Linked DNA regions of Sus scrofa: region 1 is linked to region 2. The links are chromatin contacts, called in public Hi-C maps. All regions are on one chromosome and are shown on one strand. The core of a region is the stretch at or near the end of the contact, and the rest is flanking DNA. Distances in the headings are between cores, read along the strand shown. Region 1 overlaps LMF1 (lipase maturation factor 1). Region 2 holds the start of LMF1 (lipase maturation factor 1).

The links. A called contact is a pair of places that touch in the nucleus more often than the background predicts.
Region 1: a contact with region 2 is called in a Hi-C map of liver, with 3 times the contacts expected there. The contact joins the enhancer-like site here to the promoter of LMF1 in region 2. A contact is called at or near these places in 2 of 5 promoter capture datasets (fetal skeletal muscle and liver), 3 of 47 Hi-C or Micro-C datasets (brain, embryonic fibroblasts and liver) and 2 of 2 datasets of contacts at active chromatin or transcription factors (alveolar macrophages and skeletal muscle).

Annotation. Positions count from the first base shown.
Region 1 is chr3:40,891,824-40,898,796 of Sscrofa11.1, reverse strand. All of the region lies in intron 3 of LMF1 (lipase maturation factor 1), which reads right to left. Among named protein-coding and RNA genes, the nearest start is that of LMF1, 54 kb to the right of the region's middle. Within about 2 kb of position 2,971, at least 34 of the 83 cell types and tissues checked have an H3K27ac peak or open chromatin away from gene starts, as enhancers often do. A contact at or near this core is called in alveolar macrophages, embryonic fibroblasts, liver and 1 more, where this site is marked.
Region 2 is chr3:40,836,159-40,843,366 of Sscrofa11.1, reverse strand. It overlaps LMF1 (lipase maturation factor 1), which reads right to left and starts at 2,125. Exons shown (of 11, transcript XM_021086874.1): 1 at 1,896-2,125. The coding sequence starts at 2,082.

The DNA.
Region 1 (6,973 bases), core at 1,722-4,221, 55 kb before region 2:
GCTGGGCGTCCCTCCGGGCACCAGCGCCTGCTGGCCCGCTGAGGAGGAGAGGGTGGCCTGCACCCACCCGCCCTGCTTCCTCTGCTTGGGCCCCGCGGGGGCAGCAGCTGTGCGGCCGCACAAGGAGCACATTGTCCGCCGCGGCCCCAGGAAAACAAGCCCTCCTCCAAGATGTGCAGGCCCCTCCAGAGGGACAGGGAGCCCGGAAGGTTCCACCCACGGGGGGACGTCCCGCCAGTGGCTTTGGGAGGGTGGTGAGCAAGTGCCCGGGGGAGCTTCCATGCGGTTGCCCCCACCCACTGCTGGCTCGTTTCCCATAAGGCAGCCCACACAGGACAGCGCGTTTGGGACGCATCCTTGTGAGACCGGGGTTGGGGCTCTGCCCTGCACGTGGACAGAGGTGGTGGCCGCGGGGTGGAGATGTGGGCGTGGTAAGCAGCAGGGGACACGCGGGGTGGTCCACTCCTGTCCTGACCGAGCCCAGGACTGGCCATCGGCGGCGGCCTCCAGGTCCCAGAGCAGGCGGAGCCCCTGCCTTGCCGTCCGTGCACCCGAGGGCTGGCCTGGCCACAGCCTGGCTCGCTCAGGCGCTCCGAGCAGGGGGCTGCTCTGTGGGCTCGCCTCCCGGCCCGGGCTTCCAAACCACCCTCTGAGTCCCCGGCCTGGGGTGCCCGCCGTGTGAGCAGGAGCCACACATCGAGTCTGAGGAATGCCTGCGACGCGATGCACTCAGGTCCTTGGTCTTGGGCCCGACCTGTGACCCGAGGCTGCCCCGGCTGCTCGGCAGCAGGACGCGGACGTGGCGCTGGTGTGGCTCTTCCCCCGGGTTCTAGGAAGGGTGAGGACTCTTCTATAGAAGATGAGAAACCCTGCTACGGGGCAGCCCGGCGACGCCAAGCACAGCGAGCAGGGCTCCAGGGCGGATGCAGAAGGCCGGCTGCTCCTCCCGGGAGACTCTCGCTGACTGTCTGCTCTGGACGTGGACGCCCGCAGACCGGCTCCAGCCAACAAGGGGACCTGGGGGGCTCAGCAGGTGCTGTGGTCACCCAGCGTCAAGGCCTGGATGCCAGAGGCCTCGCCGCTGACCAAGAAGGAAATGGGACCCTAAGCAAGCTTTCAGGGCTGGGGCCGCCTGATGGCGCTGACACTGCCTGGAAACTGTCACCGTTCCTGAGGAAGAGTAATTAAGCTGCGCAGGCACGGCTCCTCAGAGATGACAGCACCATCCACGCTGTGAGCAGGAGCCCATTAGCTTCACGGTTACAAGCGGGAGGGGAGAGGGCGCATCACGGCTGACAGCTGTCACTCCTGCCTGCGTCCCCCGCCCCACCTGGGAGCACAGCCTAAGTCACAGCACCTCGGCCCTCTGGGCAGAGCAGCCAGCGCTGCATCACGGATGGCAAAGAAGGAACCTTCTTATACCTTAGAGACCCGGTTCTTAGGCCCCCTGTCCCCACAGGTGCCAACGCCCGGTCTCTCAAAGAGACCGAAGCACGAGATGAGGGGTGACAGGGCTGCTTCGGGAGCGCCTGGCCTGGCCCAGTGTCCCTGACACCGTCTGCTGGGATGATGGCTCACTGTGGCAGCGGCGGGACGTGCTGGGCCCTGCAACAGCCCCTGGGCCTCACGACGGGCACACGCCCGGGTCCAGCGTGGCTCCCGGGGAGAGGGCGGGTGGGGAGGTGGGGGACAAGGCGGGCAGTCCTGACTTCATTCACCATGCACTCCGGTCCCTGACCCCTTGCCAAACTCAAGCAGCGGGAGAGGAACCCAGACTCTGCAAGCCCCCAACACGGGGCCGGGAGCCTCAGGACCCGAGGCCCTGAGCACAGCCGGCCCGCCTGGTCCAGGAGCACCGCCTGTAGCCGGCTCCTCAGCACGTGCCCCGCCCCAGTACTCGAGGCCGGTACAGTGTGTCCTCAGAAGGAGAGCCCTCGGGACTGAAGTCTAACCCTACCCCAACCCTGACCCTGACCCGACCCCCGACCCTCCAACCCTAAGCCCCTAACCCAGCTCCATGACCCGACCTAAAATCCAGCACTGTCCCTAACCAGAGCCCTGCCCTGGGCCCTACAGAGCCCTGGACTGTCGATCTGGAGCCCCGCCCTTCCTCCAACGAGCGTGCAGCGCAGTGTCGCCCACGGCCCTGGGCTGTCCCCGACTAGGGAGCCCGGCACCTTCTCGATCAGAGACCTAAGTGTCCCAAACTAGGGCCCTGATCTGTCCCTCATGAGGCCCTGCACTGTCTGAAACCAAAGCCCTTGGCTGTTACCAACCAGAGCCCTGCTCTCTCTCTCGAGTCCTGCCCAACGAAGGCCCTGGACTGTCTCTAACTACGGTCCTGCACTGTCCCTGACTAGATTTCTGCCCTGTCCCTAAACTAGAGCTCTGCCTTGTCCCGAATGACATCCCTGTCCTGTTCCTAATGAGAGGCCTGTGCAGTCCCTGACAGTGGCCCTGCACTGTCCCTATCTAGGGTCTTGCACTGTCTCTAACTAGAGCCCTGATCTGTCCCTAACTAGGGCCCCAAGCTGTTTCTAATCTAACCCTGCTCTGTCCCCGCTGAGGGTCGGCTGTGCTACCGCATCCCCCCCACTTTCCTGTCCACAAGCTGTGCTCGAGAGCAGGCGTCGCGCCACTTGCCGCGCCTGTGTGTGGGCTATCCCATGTGAGGGAGACTGCGTTTTGAGGACAGAGGGACGGCCAGTGTGCCAGCCCCCTGCAGCCTGGCATGGAGGTGACCCCGCCCCAGCAGGGGCTCGGGTGGTGAAGAAGGCATGGCAGCCGGAGGGGTGCAAGGGAGGCCCCGCCGACACTGCCCCTGAACCGACAGCCCCCCTTGCCACCCAGACAGGCAGGCCCTGGGGGAACCATGAGCAACAGTGACCCTGCAAACACTGCGGTCCAGAGGGCACGACTGCCAAATGACTCGTTAAGACGGTTTCCTGTTTCATTCTGACGAAACACAACAAGAGAGCAGAGAACAAACAAAAGGGAGGTCACAACAGCAGAATGGAAACCTCTCGCCAGGTCCAGCACGGCCCGGGGAACAGGCACTCCTGTCTGCTCTTCGCCTAGACAGGGGCCACACAGGCACGGGACCCTCAGCCTCTTCTGGCCTCAAACCACCTGGCCTCGCTGCCCCTGCCTGAAGGGACAGACTGGGGCCCATCCTCGGGCCCAGGAGGAACTGAAGCCTGAGGCCCCGGGACGCAGCCAGGCTCCTGAGCACCTCCCCTACCTTGGCCCCTCACTCGGTGGGTGATGGGCCTGCTGGGCCTCCTGTGTCCCCGCCCTTGCCTGGAGCCACGTCTGCCCAGGAGTCCTCAAGAATCGGCGGGACCCGGGCAGGCCTCTCGGGACAGGAGCCCCATCTGTCCAGCTTCCTGGTCACGTCTTGTGCATGTGACAGTTTACGCCAGAGGTCAGGCGGCAGACAACACACGTTTTCTCTCAAGGAGGTGTTTTGCAAAGAGCTGGCTGAAGGCTTCCTGCTCTAAGAAAAAACGTCATTTAAGTGGCCTGCTCCCAATCAGGCAGCGCCTGGCAAACTGCCGATCTGTGTTTAGGGGTGTCCTGGCCGCCGCGGGGCAGGAACTGACCCGGGTGACCCCCGAGGCGGCTGCCCGCCCCTCGCAGCGCCTCACGGTGCTGGGCAATATTCGGTTGCCATGGCAACCGGCCCTCCGCACCCAGGCGTGCCCGCCACTCTGACCCGTGCAGGTGTCACCAACTAGGCCGGAAACAAAATCCACGGTGAGGACCTCAGCTGGCTTGGCTGGTGTGGGGCAAACACGGGAAGGCTTCCTGTCGACGGAAATGAGAGCCGGCCCCGGAGGCTTTTCAGATGAATAGATTCCAAATCTTTAACATGTATCAGGCTGAAGGGCACACGAGGCCTTACATGTCTTTGTCTTTTGTTTCCCGCGCAGGAAAATCAGCCAAAGCACGTCTCCAAGTGCCTTGGCGGACGGGAGGCGATGCGAGGTGCCTGGCACAGCCGTTCCGGGCGGCCCGTCTGCTGGGCTGTCTCACCTGCCTGCTCCCCAGGCAGCCCGGGAGGTTCGTGTGTCCACAGGCCCTGCACGGGGCAGCCTAACACCCAGCACCACGGCGGGCGAGCTCCTGCCCCCGCACACTCGTGCCACGCACGTGGGGGCCGCCCTCACCCCACGCTGCCCTGGTGCCTGCAGACGACCTGCTAAGCCCACAGCCACCCAGGGCCTCCCCCATGCTCATGAACCTGGGGCCGGCATCCTCAGGCTGCCTGGGCAAGCCCTGGGACAGGCTCGCGTGGCCAGTTAGGACAGAAACGCCCACCCTGGTCAGCAGCGCCAGGGAGGGTCGGCGCATCTGGAAAGGAGAGCATCACTCACCCACAGCCAGCAGGCACCCAGGTCAGAGGTCAGGACAGCCCTCAGGCCTCCGCCCCCCACGGACTCCGTGTCTGCTGGGGGTCACTGCCGGGGACATGCCCGTGTCTCCCTCTCCCCCGCCACCTCTGGAGGCTGGTTGTCTCTGGCCCTCCAGGGAGGTCAATGTGACGGGCAGCTCCCCGGAGGTCAGAGGCCAGGACGGCTGCTGAGGGGCAGAGTGCCCCACAGACCCGCCCCAGGCAGCATGCAGCCCCTGGGATGACAAGGGGAGAAGCGGGCGTCTCAGCACCGCTGCGGGCACAATCTTGCTCAGAGGTCATGTGCAAAGGAGCCTGCATGGTGCTTTAGTGACACAGGGCGGGGCAGTGACAGCTTCGGGCATCATGTCCCTGATGCCCTCAGAAGAAACTTCCAGAAGCGTTTTCTTCTTCTGCTCAGTGTACAGTGGGAGATGAGGTTCCAGCTGATGCAAGCCATCATGGGGACACGCCATGAGTGACCCACAGAGAGACCCACAGGCAGAGGGTGATGATGACCAGGGCCCAGCGACCACCTGACCCACCCCTCGCTCTGCCCAGGGGGGACCTCCTGTGCTGGAGACCCAGGTCCCTTAGGCCTCTGCTCCCAGGGCCCGTCCCTACCACCCTTTGCTCAGGTCTCCGCTCAGATGCCACCTTCTCAGGGCCTTCCTTGGACCTAACACTGCAGCTGGGCTCCATCCACCCTGGCACTGCCTGCCCGGCAGCACTCACCGCATACTGCTTATCTCGCCCGCTTCACCCCACACCCCGCCCCGGACCCGGAACGCGAGCTCCCAGCAGACCAAGCACCCACAGCGAGCATGTTCAAGGCTACAACAATGAAATGAAAATACACCCCTAAGACATGAAATGAGAGAACTCGGAAGAGAAAGAGAGCTACAAAGAAAGGACAAAATCCAGAACTGAGAAAGAAAATGTCTGGCACTGAAACAGAGCAGACTGGAGGCCAAGAACGCAAAGGTGGCGAGCGTGATGGCAGCTCAAGCAAGACCATTCGACCTGCGAACAGGGACTTAAAAAGTGAGTTACAACAAAACAGACTTTCAGGAACTGGTGAAACAACATCAGAAGCTCCAACATACGTGCAATTGGAATCTTAGGAAAGGAGAGAAACGAGGAGGAAAAAACTTTGAAAAAATACTGGCAGTAATTACCCAAACTTGGTAAAAGACCCAAATGATAGATTCAAAAGCCTCAGGGAATCGCAAGCGGGATAACATCCTGCTCAAAACGCCATGTGCAGGCACATCACTGTCAAAATGCCGCGAAGCAGAGACAAACCTTTGGGGCGCCCAGAGAGAAGAAAGGCACGGGTGGTCAGAGGACAGCCGACAGGAGCAGCAGTGACTTCTCGTCAGAAAAAATGGGGGCGAGAGACAGTGAAGCGAGGCAGAGTCTTGCACCTGATGGAACTGTCTGTTCTGAGATGAGAGCCAAGCATCCAGAAGCTTTTCAAACTGCCAGAGACCCCAGCAGCATGCATGGGAGGGGCTGGGCACAATCCGAGGCTTCGGGAGGAAAGCAAGCCTCGGGCGATCTCAGCGTGAGGGAGGCACCCCCCGCGCCCTCGGCAGGACCACGCGGACTGCCCGTCCAAGGGTGGGAGGGCAGAAGGCCTGCGTCCCCGACCGCGCTCAGGAGGCACCCGTAAGAAACACACCGCTTCTCTCTGACAGCAATCGAAGAGGTAGGACTGTGACTTCAAGGCCTCATGTTCGTGATGACAAATGGACAGAACACCGCCCATCGTTACGGAGAGAGAAGCAGGTGAACCTTCTCTAAGATCTGCTTTCAGCTGGGCCACTTTACTTCCATTTTCCAGAGAGGCTGGGTCCCCCGGCTGTCACGCATACAGCGAACTATGGCCTAACCCGCGCCTCGGAGAGCCAGCACCTCCTGTGCGTGAGGACAGGGCACAAAGGTCCCCAGGAGGGTGTCGACGGAGCGGGCCCTCTGGAAAGGCAGCAGGGAGCCCGGCGCGAAGCCGCCTGTCCCTCCTGACGGGAGCAGCAGGTGCCAACAGACCAAAGTGCTGAAGCTCCTGCCTGGACTCAGCCGTAGGGCAGACCCCTCTCCTCTGCGTACAGGGGGTGGCGACTGGCTGGGCACAGGGGAGGTTCTGGGCGAGGGCGGCCTCCGGCACCTTGACGAGAGTCTGGATTCCCGTACAGCTCTGCGCCGCTGCCAAAGCTAATATGGTCCAGGAGCTCCTGCTGTGGCACAATGGGATCGGTGGCGTCTCTGCAGCGCCAGGACACAGGTTTGATCCCTGGCCTGGCAAGTGGGCTAAAGGATCTGGTGCTGTCGAAGCTAAGGCAGAGGCTGCCACGGCAGCTCGGACCTGATCCCGGCCTGGGAATGCCATATGCCGCAGGGTGGCCAAAAGAGAAAAAAACAAACAAAAAACTAACGAGGTCCACTCAAGACCCGCCCATTTCACTGTGGATTCTTCATCTGGGCAAAACCCTGAACATGCACTGAGCCCTGGTGAATGACCTTGTCTGCAGAGTGGTCAGTATTTAGGGACAGGGTACTGACGACAACACACAGGACGGG
Region 2 (7,208 bases), core at 876-3,375:
CCGAGCTCCGAAGAAGCACAGGCCCGGGCGACTTCTGTGCGACCGAGAAGGACACAGACAGTTCACCTTCTCCACGCTCTTTGCTAGAAAGCGGACTGGGTGCGCACGCTTTAAAGAGAGAACAACCCCCAAATAAGAAAGGAGATCCAAGGAATTAGGACTTCAATGACAGAGGACCAGAGGCCTCTCGGGTGGGCAGTCTGCGCCGTCAGTGTCACGGCCAGGGTGCCGATGGGGGGGGGGGGAACACAGTTGGAAAAGTATCCCGTGGTGACACGGAGTATTGATAAAGGCCGCAGAAAGGCAAGGAAATTTATGGAAGGGGAGCTGCTCCCAGGTGACAAAGGATGGAGGTATGAAAACCGTCCCTGGATGCAAGGAGCTCCCAGGGCGACACCAGACAGGCTCCTGGCTTAGGAACTGTTAGCTGTGCAGACGCCTGTTGTCCAGCCTGGCAGTCCCAGAGAACAAGTGTACCAACGTCAGGGAAAGGTGCCCAGAGCCCATGGCATTGTGGGATTTCCCCGGGAGTTAAGGGGCTCAGAGGGAGTCTGCGGTGAGACCCACAACTCTCCAGAAAGAGATCAAGGCAGGATGACTGCCTCCTTGCCCGGGTCATCTCAGCCAGAGACCCTCTCCGCCCGGAAGATGCGAAAAACTGGTTTCTTCGAGCGGCTGAACCCCACCCTACCGCCCCGCCACCCCCAATAGAGAGAAGCCAGGGGAAAAAACCCATCTGCCAGGGCAAATCATTCTGTACTCAGCACCAGGCTTAAAATATCTGCTCGCCCCGGTGGCTGGAAACGGTTCCCTTCTGAATTGAAGGGCGAATCCCTGTGGAGATCAAAGGCAGCCCCACTCCCTGGAAAGCCGAGCAGGGTTTTAAGCGGCGCTCTCTGCGAGCGGAGCCACCCACCGGGGTTTTTCCACTGTTACGGCGACGGTTTAAGGGACTATTAAAGTCTCGCAGATTAACTTTGCCTTGACTCCATCTTTCGCAAAATGACAGCTCAAACGTTTGGAATGATTATTCAATCCCGTGGAGACTAAAGCAATACCGGCAAGAACTATTTTTTATGGTAACTTAGAGCGCACGGGAGGCGGGGCTGAACCCCCCCATCCCTGCCCGCCGCCGCACGCGGCGGCCCTCGAAGGGCTCGCAGGACCCCCCGGCCCCACCCCGGGACCTGGCCCCGCGGAGCCCTCTCAGTGTTTGCTGAAGGCCGCTGTGCAAAGAGCTGCATGTCCCCCCCTTCTAACGCCGGCTCGAAGAGCTGCATGTCCACCCCTTCCAACGCGTCGGAAACGAAGCCGGCTCGCCGCGCCGGGGACCAGCGCCCTCTGGACCCTCCGGAAGGGGGACTTGCCCGCTGGCCCCAGATCACTCCTGCCGTGGACTGTCCCCCACCCCCACGGCCCCCGCAAGGCCACGTTCCTCTGAGAAGCCCGGCTGGGCTTCAGACGCCCTGCTCGGCTTCGGGCGTTTGCACCCGTCCGGGCGTGGGGACCAGGGCGGGCGTGTGTATTTCGCGCTGGGGGGCACCCGGGGGTCCAGCCTTGTGGTCGAGGAGACCCGGGAGGCAGGGGGGCCGGGGCTGGCCGCGAGGCTCTGCCCGGTCAAACCCGGCTAGCGCCCACCTCGCAGGTGAGTCCGCACCTGCTGCTCGTGCCTCAAAGCTGCCGAGCCGCGGGGAGGCCGCAGGCGCCGCAGACCGTGGAACTGCAGGCGGCAGAGCGGAGCCGCTGCCCCACGGACGCCCGGTCGGCGTGGGCGCCCCCGGTCCCGGCAGGGGGGAGGGGCGCGCGGCCGGGGCTCGGCGGGGAGCCCGCGGGGGGACGGCCTGTGGGGGCGGGGCGCGTGGAGGGGCACCATCGGGCAGGCCCCGCGGACTCACAGTAAACGAAAGCGAGGGCCTTCAGGAGCACGACCCTGGTGAGCCAGAAGGTGCCCGCGCGGAAGCGGGCCGGGCAGCTCATGGGGTCGCGCCCCGGCGGAGACGCGGGCTCCGGGCCCGCGGCCGCGGCCTTCCGCCGCCTCAGGGGATCCTCGGACGCCGCCATCGCCGGGCCCTCAGAACGCATGCGCGGGGGACGCCGCGCGCCGATCGCTCCGCCCCCGCCGAGAGGCCCCGCCCACAACTGGAGGTTCACGTGCGCCGCGGCCAGCCGCGCGCACGCTCGGGGGCGCTGCTGCTGCGGGGGTCGGGGGCTTCGCGCCTGAAAGACTGGCGGCGCCGCTGCGGGAGCCGGGTTGACCGCGTCGCTCCTTCACTCACTCGTTCATTGAATAAGCCGAGGTTGCAGAGGTCCCCAGTGCACGCCCCTACCCAGGAGCTCGCCCTCCTGGACTCTCACTCTAGGGAGGGCGGGAGGCACTGAATTCAGAGGCAGAAACGCAATGTGAAGGAGGCTCTTGGAAAGCATGTGTCTGACGATGTGATATGCATCCAGGGAGGCTGAGATGAGGGCAGCCAAGAACCCTGGAGGCTACCGTGCTCCCTCTGCATGCCCTGGCTGTGTGTGGAACTCACATTCGCGCAGAGGAAAGGCCGAGCAGGATTCACCACCCCAGGATTCCAGGCTGCCTCTGCCTGCATTGAGAAGGAGGAGTGGGTGGGCAGTTGCCTCGAAGGGGTCCCTTCCCAGCTCCCCACTTCTGCTATCTGAGGAGGATGCTGGGGTGGTGGCTCCACAGCTAGTGACAGACAGTTCAGGCAGCACCTGGGTCCTAATATTCAGACCCTTCAGCTCTCTTCCCCACCCCCACCCCCACCCCCGAAGTTTCTGCACAGGGCAACCAAGTCCCCTTAGCACTTCTCCTGGCTCTCGAGACTGGACCTCTAGCCAAGGGGGGAAAGTGGCTGGCTGAGGATTCAGAGGAGGGAAGCCCTTACTGACCAGTGAATCACCCAACAGAACCCCAGGAAGCCTCCAGCAACTCTACATTCTGAGGATACGGGACAGGTGTCATTCAGCGGGTGGAGTGCTAGGCAATCTTCAGAGGAAAGAAGAGGTGTGGGGAGTTCCTGTCGTGGCGCAGTGGAAAGAATCCGACTAGGAACCATGAGGTTGCAGGTTTGATACCTGGCCTCGCCCGGTGGGTTAAGGATCTGGCATGGCTGTGGCTGTGGTGGAGGCTGGCAGCTGTAGCTCCGATTCAACCCCTAGCCTGGGAATCTCCATATGCTGCTAGTGTGGCCCTAAAAAGCAAAAAAAAAAAAAAAAAAAAAAAAGAAAGAAAGAAAGAAAGAAAGAAAGAAAGAAAGAAAGGTGTGTGAGAGAGTAGGCATTAGCGCCTTCAGAGTTTGGGGTAAACTGTGGAGTACTTGGAAGGAAATGATTGCAGTAGGTGTGGATTTTTCCTTATTCATTTGTAAAAACTCTTAACGTGTTAAAGATCCTTTTCTTGTGTGTCTACTGTGAATTTTTGTCCTGGGTTTTTTGTTTTCACATCTTGTTCCTAGTGTTTGATGTATAAATGATCGATATTTACATAGTCAAATAATCAGGCTTTCTCGGTTGTTTAATTATCTCTTCACCGTCTGTATTGTGAGCTCCATAAGGGCAAGAACTGGCTCTGGACAAGGGATCTCCCGAATTAGTCCAGACTAGACACTTCTGGAACCTCTCTGCAGCCTCCAGCTGCTGCTCCCCACCCCCAGTGTTGGGGTAATAGCATCTACGTGCATCTTAGTGATTTTTTTTTTGTTTTGTTTGTTTGTTTGTTTTGCCAAGACCACAGCATGCATAAGTTCCCAAGCCACGGATCAAACCCAAGCCACAGCAGTGATCATGCCAGGTCCTCAACCCACTAGGCCACCAGGGAACTCCTACAATGTGATTTTTTAAAAAAACCTTCCTTTTCTTGTCCATGAAAAACCCTTCCTTGGGACCCCACCTGAGAAGTGGGACCTGGAAGACAGATTTTCCATGGAGGGTACAAACGTCTTTTGCATCCTGAAGAGCCCCCCGCAGGGAAGCGTGAGCCTGAGGGGGAGTGGAGGAACACCTAGCCCCGGCCGGAGTCCTGCTTCCAGGTCCTTCCACACGAACCCACAACCTGCCCCTCCCCTCCCCCACCCCGGCCAGTTGTCCAGGTGCCGAGTCCCAGATGAGCCCGCACAGCCGTCTGGGGGGAGCACGGAGAATCCGGCCAAGCCCGCCCGAGCTCCCCTGGGTCCCTGCCCGGATGTGGGAGCGGAGCAGGGGACAGAGGCGAGGAGGGACGGCTCCACTGTCAGGTGTGACCCTGGATGCTGCTTTTCAGGTGGGGACAGTTCTCACAAAGGGCCCTTTGTCCTCAGCTTCCCCTGGCCAGGGCTGCATTGTTCCCCCTGAGACGTGTACAATGGGACATTGTGCGGAGCAGAAAGGGGCCCCTTGTCCAGCCTCCAGCTCACTGGGCTCTGGGCTCCCTCCCCGGGTTTGCCCAGGGTGGGCAAGGCCATCGGAGAGGTCTGCCGGGAGCTCATATTCTCATGTCTCTTCCTGGGAGCTGACCGCAGAGGTCCAGTCTATCTCAGGGTCTAGAACCTTCCAGGGAGTGAACCCCATGGAGCAGGGCTTGGCTGAGGAAAGGCTGGCCCGGGGCCCAGTTCTTGCCTGTTTCTGCCTGAATTTAATCAAGTGTCCACAGGTGTATCACAGCCATAAAAAGGAGTAAAGCATTTATACGCCTGCAGCAGAGACGAGCCTTGAAAATACCGTGCTCGGGGAGAAGCCGGGCATACAAAGCCACATACTGTATGCTTCCGTTTACATGGAACGTCCAGAATAAGCAAATCCACGGTGGCAGAGCTTCGATCAGTGGTTCCCAGGAGCTGGGGGAGGGAGACAAGGAGCGACTGCTGACAGGGAAAAGATTTCTGTGTGGAGGGACCAAAATACTGTCAAACTGGATAGCAGCGATGCTCACACATGCTGAATGTATGAAATGCTACTGAATTGTACGCCTAAAAATACTTAATTTGGGACCTCCCCCTATGGTGCAGTGGGTTAAGAGACGGCATTGATACAGCTGTGGCATAGGTTGCAGCTGCAGCCCAGATTCAATCCCTGGCTGGAGAACTTCCATATGCCACAGGCATGGCAACAAAACAAAACAAAAACAAAAACAAAAACACCCCCACGGAGTTCCCATCATGGCCCAGGAGAAATGAATCTGACGAGCATCCATGAGGACGCAGGTTCGATCCCTGGCCTCGCTCCGTGGGTTAAGGATCCAGCGTTGCTGTGAGCTGTGGTGTAGGTCACAGATACGGCTGGGATCCCATGTTGCTGTGGTTGTGGGGTAGGCCAGCAGCTACACCTCCTATTCAACCTCTAGCCTGGGAACCTCCATATTGCCTCGGGTGTGGCCCTAAAAAGACAAAAGCGAAAAAAAAAAGGAAACCCAGTTAATTTTATGCTATGTGAATTTCACCAAAAATTATATTTTTAAATTCTGCTCTGGTCATTGTTTCAGAATCACTTAAGACGGCACTGCTTTTAGCTGTCAGGATAGCTCATGTCATTTATGCCAACCATATTTTCATCTGTATTAAGGAGCATCTGACACTTTTAAATAATGTTTAGCTATGGGTACATTGTATGCCCCACGAAGCTGCCCTACTCAAAACCAAACCTTTCCTGCAAACCCCGCGCTGTAGGGCTTGGGGCCTGGTGTATGCAGGGCACTGAAATGCTTTCCTTGGGCCCCACAGCTCAGCACCTGCAAAAGCCACAGGCCCGCTGGGGTCTCTACAAAGCAGCCCTTCATCAGCTTCAGGGGCTTGGGAGAAACTCTTGAACCTACATTTTCAAGCAAAAAACTATATGGGGGCAAGCCAAGAAGACACAGGAGAGGCCAGAGGTGCTGAGAGGAGGCCTGGCCACCCCCCGGCGTGGCTGCAGGAGGACCGGAGCTGAGCTCCACCTGGACAGAGCCAGAAAGGGCGAAGAACAGGAGGGGAGAGGAGAAGGGGGCTCTCCTGAGAGGAGCCGTCAGCTCAAGACACGCTGGCGTCCTGGGAACCCCTAGATGGCCCCCCTGCAGCTCCCCCAGCGCAGTGCCCCCCCCCCCGCCCGACCAGCTGAGGCGCACAAGCTCTCGCCTGGGGCTGGCGGCAAGCCCAGCAGCTGCGGGCCGGCCTCACGGAGGAAAGAGCCCCGTGTCAGCACCTCGTCCAGCTGTCCCCGGGCACCCGGGCCTGGCAGTCCCCGCCGCATCAGGGCAAGGGCCCCTGACATGCCTTTGCAGCTGTCTCTGGCACCCATGAGAACCCAGCTCGGGCCCGCATCTAATCATGCACCCTTCATTTACCCCAATTTTTCATATCTTGACATCTGTTGCCGGGGTTGGGGGGCAGAACCTGCTGGCGCTAACATCTGTCACTTTCTGCTGGAGGGGTGGTCACTTTGGGCGGGCCCCACCCTGACTGTCCAGCGGCCAAAACCCCCTGGTGAGGCTGGCAGGTGTGGGCAGGGGTGGGCAAGCAGGTGTTGGCCATTTGCTGGTTTTTCTGGAACTGTGACTCACGGACGGCTGTTCTGCTTGGCTCGGCCGTCTCCTGTCCCAGCACCTCGGCTCTGGGTGGTGGACACGCCTACGCCCGCACCCCAGAAGGAGACATGGCCCGGGGTGGCCCTGCAGGCTGGGGAGCCACGACTGCTGAGCAGAGCGGAAAGCCAACAATTCCAGTGCAGTTCCACGCTGGTTGTAGAGCCTACGGGGGAACAGAACATGCATTGAGTTTTTCTCGCAGAATCACATGGGAACTGCCGAGGCCCGGGCTCCCAAACAGGAAGCCTGCAGGTGAATTCGGCCACAGGCTATACCAGTTCGCAATCACAGTAAGGCTATGGAACAAACCGCCTCCGAGCCATAAGCCGTTGTGGCAGCGGGCAAGACTTCCCCCACCAGCGGGGGTCAGGCACGCATCTGCGGTCACGCCTCTGAGGTCTGGGGAGCAGCAGGGCCTTGGCTGGCCATTCAGAGGACGAGGGCCTCTCTCCAGCCACCCACAGTCCCCCCCACCCCTTACCACCTCGCCCACAGCAGGTCCCATATTCCCCTCCCTGCCTGGCTCGTAAAGGCACCTGCATCCAAGACCACTGACTAGGCCCGAACCTGGAGGGGGCTGAGGGCTGGGCCGGGCCAGGGGAGCTCATGCCCAACACCCTCCGTCACCAGGTCACCTCCCTCTGACTCTCGCCCAATAATTAAAGCA